Linked DNA regions of Macaca mulatta: region 2 is linked to region 1. Evidence: chromatin contacts called from public Hi-C data. All regions are on one chromosome and are shown on one strand. Each heading gives the region's core, a stretch centred on a gene start, on an enhancer-like site or on the middle of the called end of the contact. The rest is flanking DNA. Distances are from core to core; before and after follow the strand shown.

The links. A called contact is a pair of places that touch in the nucleus more often than the background predicts.
Region 2: a Hi-C map of blood shows a contact between it and region 1, with 2.1 times the contacts expected there. The contact joins the promoter of GOLGB1 here to the promoter of IQCB1 in region 1. A contact is called at or near these places in 2 of 14 Hi-C or Micro-C datasets (blood and liver).

The regions. Positions count from the first base shown.
Region 1 is chr2:161,931,964-161,937,020 of T2T-MMU8v2.0, forward strand. It overlaps IQCB1 (IQ motif containing B1), which reads left to right and starts at 2,810. Exons shown (of 15, transcript XM_015129989.3): 1 at 2,810-2,901; 2 at 3,389-3,479. It overlaps EAF2 (ELL associated factor 2), which reads right to left and starts at 2,678. Exons shown (of 6, transcript NM_001193490.1): 1 at 2,475-2,678. The coding sequence starts at 2,583.
Region 2 is chr2:162,032,397-162,037,453 of T2T-MMU8v2.0, forward strand. It overlaps GOLGB1 (golgin B1), which reads left to right and starts at 2,310. Exons shown (of 22, transcript XM_077993839.1): 1 at 2,310-2,419.

The DNA.
Region 1 (5,057 bases), core at 1,560-4,059:
CCTGTTGCTAAGGATTCAGCTTATCGTTGATAGAACATCCCATGCCCTTCCTACCACATGGCAGACTATCTTTTTGATAGTTTTTATTGGTGAACCCAGATAAATGCTGTTTCAAAGTCTGACTAAATTACATTCATTAGCACCCCTCATACACATATGAATGTAACTCTTCAACATTAATGGTGACTACTATTTATTCTCTACCCTGTGGCAAATATTGTGCCAGGTTGTTTATGCTACCTTATTTAATCTTTACAAAAAACATGAAATGTAAATATTACTATTATCATTTAGCCATAAGAAAACTGAGGTTGAGAGCTTAGAGAATGTTCCCAAAGTCAGGTGGTGGAGGCCAGGATTCACATCCAGGTTTGCCTGAAGTCTTATATTAGACAGGCAGAATTGCTCCTGTAAATAAAGGCAGAATATTACTTTCTCTCCAATGACATTGGCTTGAGGGCTGGTTATAAATTAGGTCCACCTTATGTGTATGAACATCAGCTTCATACTATTCTACAGTTTTCATCCCTCACTCTGAGTTCTTAAGAGTGAGGATTACATTGGAAATGAACCTGTCCTCAAGAATAATGAGCAGTTTTATTTAAATAAATCTAAAATGATTCTGTGCCATTACTACACCTGCTTCAACAACAACAACAACAACAACAACAACAACAACAAAGAAAAGAAGGACTGAAAACCTTTCTAATAGTTCTGTCTTCCACAGAACTAAGTGTGTATTCAAACATCTACGTTTATTTGTTTATTTATTTATTATTGTCATTATTATTGTTGTTTTGCTTATTTTTGTTTATTTTCATTCTTGTAGCTGGATCATCTGATCCTCTGACTTTCAAGATACTGGCATTTTCAGAACCTTTATAAATGAAAGGCTTTGAAGGACCTGCAAGATTATTTTCAAAGGTAATTTTGTATTCATTTAAATTGGGGTTTGTGCCTTACATAAGAGAATATATACCCAAATCATGTAGAAATATATTCTTAAGCAAATTTTTATAATCTTAAGCCCTTGTAACTTGAAAAATTAATATTAAGACTATTGTGTACTGGAGAAGGAAGAGAAAAGGAGAGAGTAGATACTATTTGAGAAAAAGGCATGGAGAAACCAGATAAAGACGCATATCACACTTCTGGAAAATTGGACTGAAGAGAGAGAGAAACTGCAGAGCCAGCACAGCACTAACTATCTCATTGTGGGGAGCTCTGGATGAGAAAGTATATGATAAAGAGGAATAAACAAGGGACACTGTTGAAGATTTTCTGTTCACAAATGTCTCACCCATTTAGTCTACCAATTGGATGTTAATTTTGCTTTAAAAAACCCTTTTAGTAAATATATTCTTGCAGGATTAAAACCAGTGGTTCTTCATACCTTTACTCTGAGTAACTGTAACTAAATTGTCTACAACTTAAATAAACTTTTGGGAGAATGTATGTTTTAATTAGTTGTTTTGATTGAACTGTGGAACATTTCAGAGTAAAAACCATAAAGGTCTCTAAACAACCCGAGGGCAGAATGACTGAGAAAGGCGGAATGATGAAATATTAAGGAAGGGCAAGGCTGAGGAAAGGAAGTGAAAAAATACTTACAATTTTACCACAGAAAAATGAGAGGTTATGATTCAGTGATCTCGAAGTTTCCTTCCCGCTCTACCATTCTATGACAGCTGTTATGCAAAAAACGAATGTCTTACACATAAAAACTTGTATGCTATATTTTCCTTCCTGGAATCTATATCATCCAACTGTTAAAGCAAAAGAGCTCCTTTTTCTGCTCCAACAACATAAAAGAGAATAGTTTATTAAAACTAGTTCCAGAGGACACAAAGAAAACCAAAGGATAGAAATCATAGGGAGGTAAGCATCTTCCAAATACAGAAATTAATAACACACCCTCGAATACTTTGATAATCAGTATTTGATAACTGAGTGAAATCTGGGGTCTAAAGAGATATATAGATCATTGGGGTGGTTGAGAATTTCTCCCTTTGCAAAGAACACACCAAATAACCCTCATCTGCCAGAGGTGAGAAAAAGTGAAGAAAAGAGAGGATATTGCCCCACCAGCCTCAAGGCATTCAACTTCCCCGGCATTCGGTCCTTAGTCCTTTCCCATTTGTCACCTTATTATCTTCGTGTCCACCCTTGCATCATCCACCTGTCACGTCTGTCTCCACAGTCACCTCTACAGACTTTTTTCACACTTTCCCTTCCTGTCTGTTGGTCTCAACGCTCTCTGTCCAGGGTTTACCCACATTTGCTCTACTCCGATTCCTTCCACCGACCCCCTAAGACTCCGAGTAGGTTAGAGGATCGCGCTGCCTCCCCCACTCCCCGCCCCGTAGTCTCCAACAATGTAAGGCGGACTGTGGGAACAAAACCCAGAGGAGTTTGTGCCTCTTCACCCCCATCCCGGGAGGCTCCCCCTCTATCCCTGGGCGGTCCTCACTCACAGCGCACAGTGTGGAAGGCGCAGCGCGGCTGCTTCTCGAAACTCTCCCCTAACTTGAGAACCCGCTCGCGACGGTCTAGGTTTGAGAATCCCGCTGCGCAGTTCATCATTACTCTCCTGCTCTGACTTTAACTCCGCCGCCGGTGCTCACTATCTGCCACCTCAGCCTGAAGCAGCTGCACTTGATCCCGCCAGCCGAGTCACCACAGACTCCACCCCGCGCCCGACGCGCACCGCCCCACCGGGAGCATCTCACGTTCTGATTGGCTTATTGGCAAAGGGCGCTCCGCCCCTTGACTCCGAGGCCCCTGGTCCCGCCTCCAGGCCCCTTCCCGCGTCGCGACGCAGGCTGTCCCGGGAAGGCCGCGGCGCTGTGGTGCGGCGTGGGAGCCGGGTTCTTTTGTGGAAGAACGCGAAGCGAGGATGAGGTAACTTATCTGAGGTGGTGGTTGGGGAGGGAGAGGGCCCCAGGGCGCCTACCGGGAGGCCAGGACCCCAGGCTTCTGGACGAAGTCAGCCGGCGTGTGAGAGCTCTTAACGGGAGAATTGGCCTGCCCTCACGCCCACTCTGTAGAGATCTGGTGTGGAAACTGAGGCCTGGGGAGGTGCCTAGTCCGGGCACAGGGCCTAGTGTCTTGTCCAAGGCCTGGTAGCGCGAAAGCCGGGTCTAGAATCTGGAGCAAAGGGGCCCCGCGGCCCCAGAATCTCGGTCCTTGGACTTGAAGCGACGCTGTTACCTCAGTAATCGTTTTCTGACCTTTTTGTATCAGAGGAAGTTTCTTGTAGGTCTTAGGACTGGAGAAGGGGATGTGTAGTGGGGAGGAAAAAGAGGATTAGGAGACAGGAACTGCAGACATTTAGGATCAGCCGCAACCGGATCGCACTGAATTTCCTTTTCATTTATTTTCCTCACAGTGATCCGTGGAGGCAGTAACAGGCGCGGCGAGGGAGAAGTGATTCCAGAAGAATCAAGAGGCTGGGCCGGCCCCAGTGGCCTGGCAACAGGGTAGTAGCATTAAAATAGATAAATAATTGTCCTTTTGTGTCAAATTTCATGAATTTAATGTAAAGATGGGAGAAGTGTTGAATTATAGGAGAAACACTCAAGAGAAAGTTTACGGATGGTTTCCATAACAGGTGGTTTTTCAGGGGAATTATGCAGTCCAACTGCACTCCCTCACTTTCTGCCTTAGTCACATTTGCCAATTGATTTTTGGGTAGGTGACTATGTCTCCTTCAACCTGTCTGTGTAAATCCTACCCTTTGAAGGTGTGCCGAAGCTGTTTCATATCGTAGTTAAATGCTTTAAGCCAGATGGTGGCTCCAGTTTGAACCCCTGCTTTATACTTAACAGTGTGACTTTGTGCCAGCTAATTACATTCTCCAGAGTTTAAGTATGCTCATTGTTCAAATTGGGGAAAAAATAATAGTACCCGTTCCTTAGAGTTGTTGGAATGATTAAATGAGTTAATACATGAAAGCAATTAGAACAATTCCTGGAGCATAACAAGAGGTCTCCAAATGGTTATTATTTAAGGTCCAGCTCTACACTTAATGCTACATTTTAAGACCGTCTTGGTGGCTGCCTTCTCTTCTAAATAGAATCATTCTAGGAGGTAGGAATTGCTATGTTGTTTACAGCAAGAAAAGTGGATCAGAGAAGCCCAGTCCTCTGACTTTATGGCCTGTATTCTTATCTGTGTCATCTATTTAGCATTTATCATATATCTGATATTCTTAAGTATATTTTTAAATATGTGTGTGTGTGTACACACGTACATATACATACTTTTCTTTCCCAACCGCAACAATAGCAGAGAGTATGTCTTGTGTGGAATCTTTGTGTCCCCTACATCAACCATACTGCTCTACACATGTTTGTTGATGACAGTAATGATTTAGTGATGTTTTATTATGGTAGCCAGGAGGGCACAAACTGTTTTGAGTCTGTTTTACTTTAGAGAGGCTTCCAACCATAAATCTGAGCTTTCTGTATTGTAACAAAAGAAAAACAGAAAGTCAAGAAATTGAGGCTCAGAATGCCTGAGGTTTGTGCATTTACTCATTCTTTCAACAGGTATTTAGTGAATCATGCTACATGCCAGGTACTAGTCTAGCCACTGGGAATATAGTTGTGAACCAAAGATCACAATATAGTTGTGAACCAAGCAGCCACCAAAGATGGTCTTAAATGTAGTATGATGGTAGAGCTGGGCTTTAATAATAACCATTTGGAGAACTCTTATTATGTGCCAGGAATTGTTCCAGTTGCTTTCATGTATTAACTCATTTAATCATCTCTAAGGGATAGGTAGGTTGCCCTCATGAAGCTTACCTTCTGAGGTGAATTTTATCCAAACATATGTTAAAATGAACTATGTTGTACTAGCTTAAGAATAGACAAACAGATTAAATTACTAGAAACTAAGTAGAGTCCAAAAAGATACCCTGCGTATGTGTATGTATACTTAGTGCATGAAAATGTGACATTTCAGATTGTTTTTGTTGTCTATTCATAACTAGTTACCTTATGAGTTTAGGACTGTTATGTGCATTTTTTAATCCATCAATAACTTTAACATTA
Region 2 (5,057 bases), core at 1,060-3,559, 100 kb after region 1:
GCCCCTAGTGTTCACTATAAATTCTCACCATAATGTGCTCACCCAATAATAGAAGGTAGAGCCATAAGAAGACTTACTAGACAGACAAAATTCTAATCTCTTCTCCCATAAGAAAGTTTTATTCTGTTAAAACTGAAAGATAAATTCTAAGGTTGAATGTGAAAATAGGTATGTAGAAAGGTAAATTTTGTGTAAGGGAGTACAACAGGACTCTCAGTGATGGTTTCTATTTTCTCTAAGGTAGAAGCAAGTTCATCTGCTGGGAGTGTGAGGTGTAGATATGCGGTTGGGACTTAAAGAGGATGTTAAAGGTTTGAATAATTGTGGCAAATGGGAGAGGAAGCTGAAGACAAGAAGGATTTGGGAGTGTGCTGAAGATGGAGTTCAGCTGGAAACTGAATGTGTAGTGGTCAGGACATTGATGTCATTATTGTCCTGATGTCTCCTGCAGCATTTTGCTCCCCAAAGGTAGGAGTAGAGACCAATAGTTGGACTGATGCAGGTTTAGGACTTTGCTGGGTGGATACAATGAGGGATATAAGAATATGACGTATTCATAAAGTGCTGCAGCATTGACGTTGAATAGCCACTTCAAATTCTGTCTCTGCCCCTCACCATGGGACCTTGTGCAAATTAACCTTCTGTAGTCTTATTGCCTTGCATTTAAAATAAGGATAATCACATATACTTTATTAATTTAATAGATATTGAGTGCCCTCCTCTATATTTTCTGGGACCTGGAGATAAAGCTGAGATCAAAATTACTACCTTCCTGGAGCTTATAATCTAATGAGAAGAGAGATACAAGATAAATGAATAAAATATATAGTATGTTAGATGGCAAAATGCTTAGGGGGAAAAAGAAGCAAAGAAGTATAGTGCATGCAGCAATTTTATTTATGTTTGTATTGATACATATTTGTACATATTTATGGGGTGTGGTAGTTTGATATATGCATACAATGTGTAATAATCAAATCAGGGTGTTTAGGGTATCTATCACCTCGAACATTTATCATTTCTTTGTGTTGGGAACATTTCTAATCTTCTCTTCTAGTTATTTTGAGATATATATATATTAACTATAGTCACCCTACTGTGCTATCAAACACTTGAACTTATTCCTTATATGTTTGTACTCATTAACCAATCTCTTCCCTGCCTCCCCCAACTCCACCTTCCCAGGCTCTGGTACTTATCTCTGCTCCATGAGATCAACTTTTTAAGCTCCCACATGAGTGAGACTATGGGATATTTGTCTTTCTGTGCCAAACTTATTTCACTTAGCATAATGACCTCCAGTTCTGTAAGATGGGCAGCCAGGAAAGGCCTTACTGAGCTGATGTTTGAATTGCGAAGTTATGTAATCATTGAGATGAGTATACATACAATGGGCCAGCTGAGTGCACGGTAAGATTCAATAAATTCAAACTAACATTATTCTTATTGCCTAGAGAGTGCCTGAAATGACAGGTCACTGGGAGTTGGCTACTTTCCCTCCCTTTCCTTGGGGTTTAAGGAGAGCATGCGTGATTTCAGTCTTTTGCTGGAGCGCTTCACTGACACCCATTGCAGAGCCTGAGCCCTCAACTCTCAATCTTTGCTTAGGTCCTGGCTTAGGCTCCACTTTGTAAGAGGCACCTTTCTAGTAGTCACTACTCTCTCTCTCACAATCATGTCCTTACAGACATCGCTGATCCTCTTTCACACTGACACCGGGTTCTAGTTCGAGTTTCATCACTAAGTCGCTGTTTGACTTTGGGCAAGTTACTTCTGTGGTTAATTATTTTTCATCAACAAAATCAAAAGGTCATATTAGACGAAGAACTAAGAGGCTCCAGTATTTTTTGACTCTAAGAGTCCCATATCCCCGACTCCCTTCTCACAGCTCATTCAACAATCCTAATGGCAGGGGGTGCCCGCAGTCTCAAGTCTCTACGGAAGCCCAAGCCGCAGTCTCGGTCAGTCACAGCCTACTAAGCGGTGGAATTAGACGAAACCAGCATAACCACCTCACACTGAGAACACCTGACCTTTCCCAGAACGCCCGCCCACTCGGCATTTCCTGTCCCTCCCCAGATCTTCTTCCGGGGCACCTACTCGCGTCTAATCACGCCCCTCATTCACTCTTTAGGGTCCATTGGCTGTTTCTTTGAGGAAGCGGGGCATCTTCTGTCGTTGATTGGTTTCCGTCATTGTTGATAGGTTGGTAACAAACAAGGCGTGCCTGGTCTCCCTGGTAACCCACTGCCGATAGTCCTGATTGGTCGGTGTCTTAATCCCATCTTCCGTCCCAACTGCTAGTGGCTGAGTCCCTGGTGGGGCGCGGCGGTGGAAGGTGTTGCGTACGGGGTTCCCGAGCTGACGTGGCTTGAATTGGGAGGGGGGCAGCTGAAGCCTCAGGCGGCAGCGCTTCTAGGTGAGTGGGGGACGCTCCCCAACTCTTCCCTCTGCGAGTCCAATAACAGTCACCCCCGCCAGAGGGGTCGCGGGAGCTGCCCAAGCAGCTACACTGAAGTCCCCTCCTCGCCCCGCCTCTCCCGGATTCAGTCCTGGATCCGGCCCTTCACCCGCCTCCTTCACCTACCAGGCCTCGTTCTAGTAGCCCACAAGCCTCTCGGCCCCACCGGAGGGCTTTCGGGGTCGCCCTGCGCAGACTTGGACCACTTGCTCACGGTCTGTCCCCTCCCCGGCACGTTTCTCCCCTGCGAGCGACGGGGAAAAGCGCCCAGGTCAGTCCTGTCCGCACGGCCTTGTTCCTGGAGCGGCCTGCCTAAGTCGGCCTCGGTACGCAGCCGCTGACGTCGGAAAGAACCTGCCGGGCCCCTGTGCTCAGGCCCTAAACAAACTTAGTGTCCCGAAGGGGAGGCGGGACCAAAAGAAATCAAAGGTCTTGAGGGCGGAGATCACAGAATCATTGGCGATATTAATGCAAACGGAGGCCTGTCCAGTGATCCTGCTAATGCTAATGGGTTACTGGAAAGATGAGAAGAGAGGAAAGATCCCAACGATCCCGTCAACACGAAAATCCCAGGAATCAGAGGTGGGCAGGCTGTTAGAGAAAAAGGAACCTCGAGGAGAGTTCTCGAGGAAAAATAACTTGGTTTGATGGTGTGGAGTGTGTTTAATCTGCACAACCGGAGTGTGAAAGGGAGGGTGAGTCCCTTGAGGAATGAGGAATATATTTGTCTGACTTATTTAAAGAGCTCCAGTTGGTCTGCGGGGAGCGGACACTTTGAGAGTGGGACAGGGATATTTAAAATCATGAATAAGTACTTTCAGTTTTTGAGATAGTTGGAAGCTGGCCGAGCACTTAAAGGACCTTCTTACAGTTCTGTGCAAGATGCAGGCAAGTGGAGGGCTTTTTACAGAAGGGCCGGAGGCCTTTCCAAAAGCGTGAATTTATAAGATTTAGATGGCCAGAATGGTTATGAAGGAGCAAACTCAGGAAATATTCTATTGGAAAAATGGCAGGATTTGGTTTTGTAATGGATGCAGGAAAAAGTTGAAGAGTACTCCAAAGTTGCAGGCATTGTACATTAACTGCTTCATAGCTTTTACTTTTCATCGCTTGACCACAGAATGACCATTTAATGTTTTTCTCTTCACTGCATTAATTTTTTTTACAACCACAGTAGCTTCCAAACCTTTTTAATTGCACTCCCCATCAGTAAAACATTTTTGAGCATGCATCTCCCCAAATATTGTATGTTTAATTATTCATAGTGTATGACTACCACTGTAAATATGTTGTGTATAATATGAAATATGCAAAAGTATAAACTTAAAAGAATGAAATTTTTAAAAAGCCTTGTCCACCCTTTGGGACCTCCCAATCCAATTTGACAATCACGTAAAGATACTTCCTTGTTTTTCAAGAAGGTCGTTGGCATTTCTGGCATCCAGACTCTGGAATGCAGCCTTTCTTAAAAATAATCTTTAGAAGATTTTTTTCAACCTTCTGCTTGAGATTTATAGGCCCCCTTTCTTTTTCTCCCTTTGATTAATGGATTAATTAAAGGGATGTTGACTTTATCCTTGTTTATAAAATAAATCATTCATTAATTTCTCTAGGTTAACTACTATTAGGAATACCACTGATCATTACATACCAGTCTGTGGTTAGAAACCATTATGTAAAAGGAGACTAGGCTCTATGTTGCTGTATTTTTAATTAAGCTATTTTAAGATCAGCTACATGCTTTTGATAAAAGGAAATTTAATACAGAAGGATACAATGTAAAAAGAAAAGTCTTTTTCTTTTCTATCTACTGATCTACCCATCTCCATTCCCCACTTCCCAGAAGTAAGCACTGTAAATAATTTCTTGGTTATATTTAAGAATTTTTCTGATCATAATAAAGCACATGATAATACATACCCGCTTCTGTCTTTCCCACAAGTGGAATGCTAATACACATGCTATTCTACGTCTTTCTTTTGTCCTTTCATACTGTGTATTAGGCACTTTCAATATCCATGGGTATAAAACTGCTTCATCCTTTTAGATGGCTACATGGCAGTCCTTTGTAAAAATATAAAAATTATATTTAGCCTGTCCCCATTGATGGACATTTAGATTTTCAGTCATTAACCATCAAAACACTGCTGTAGTGAACATCCATGTATATATATCCTAGGTCCCTTGTGTGAACCTGTCTGTAGTTTAAACAATATGGAATTATTTGGGGCCATATTACTATGAATCATTTTAGTTTACGTACTGCTTAAAAAAAAAAAAAAGTACTTACCTAACTATTAACATAATGCCCTTGTCCCCTCGTTCTGTTTTCAACCTGAGTGAAGAATATTGGGTAATGAGATTATTCAGAAAATAAAATTTTTTCTGTGTGTCTTCACCCATCAAGAAGCTTTGTCAAACTATGTGACTGGGGAAATTACTTAACATCCTTCTGCCTTAGTTTACTCACCTTAAAACTGGGAATATTGACAGTACTCCCTCTTGCATTTGTTTTAGGGATAAAGTGAGTTAAGCCAGGCGCAGTGGCTCAAGCCTATAATCCCAGCACTTTGGGAGGCAAAGGCGGGTGGATCAC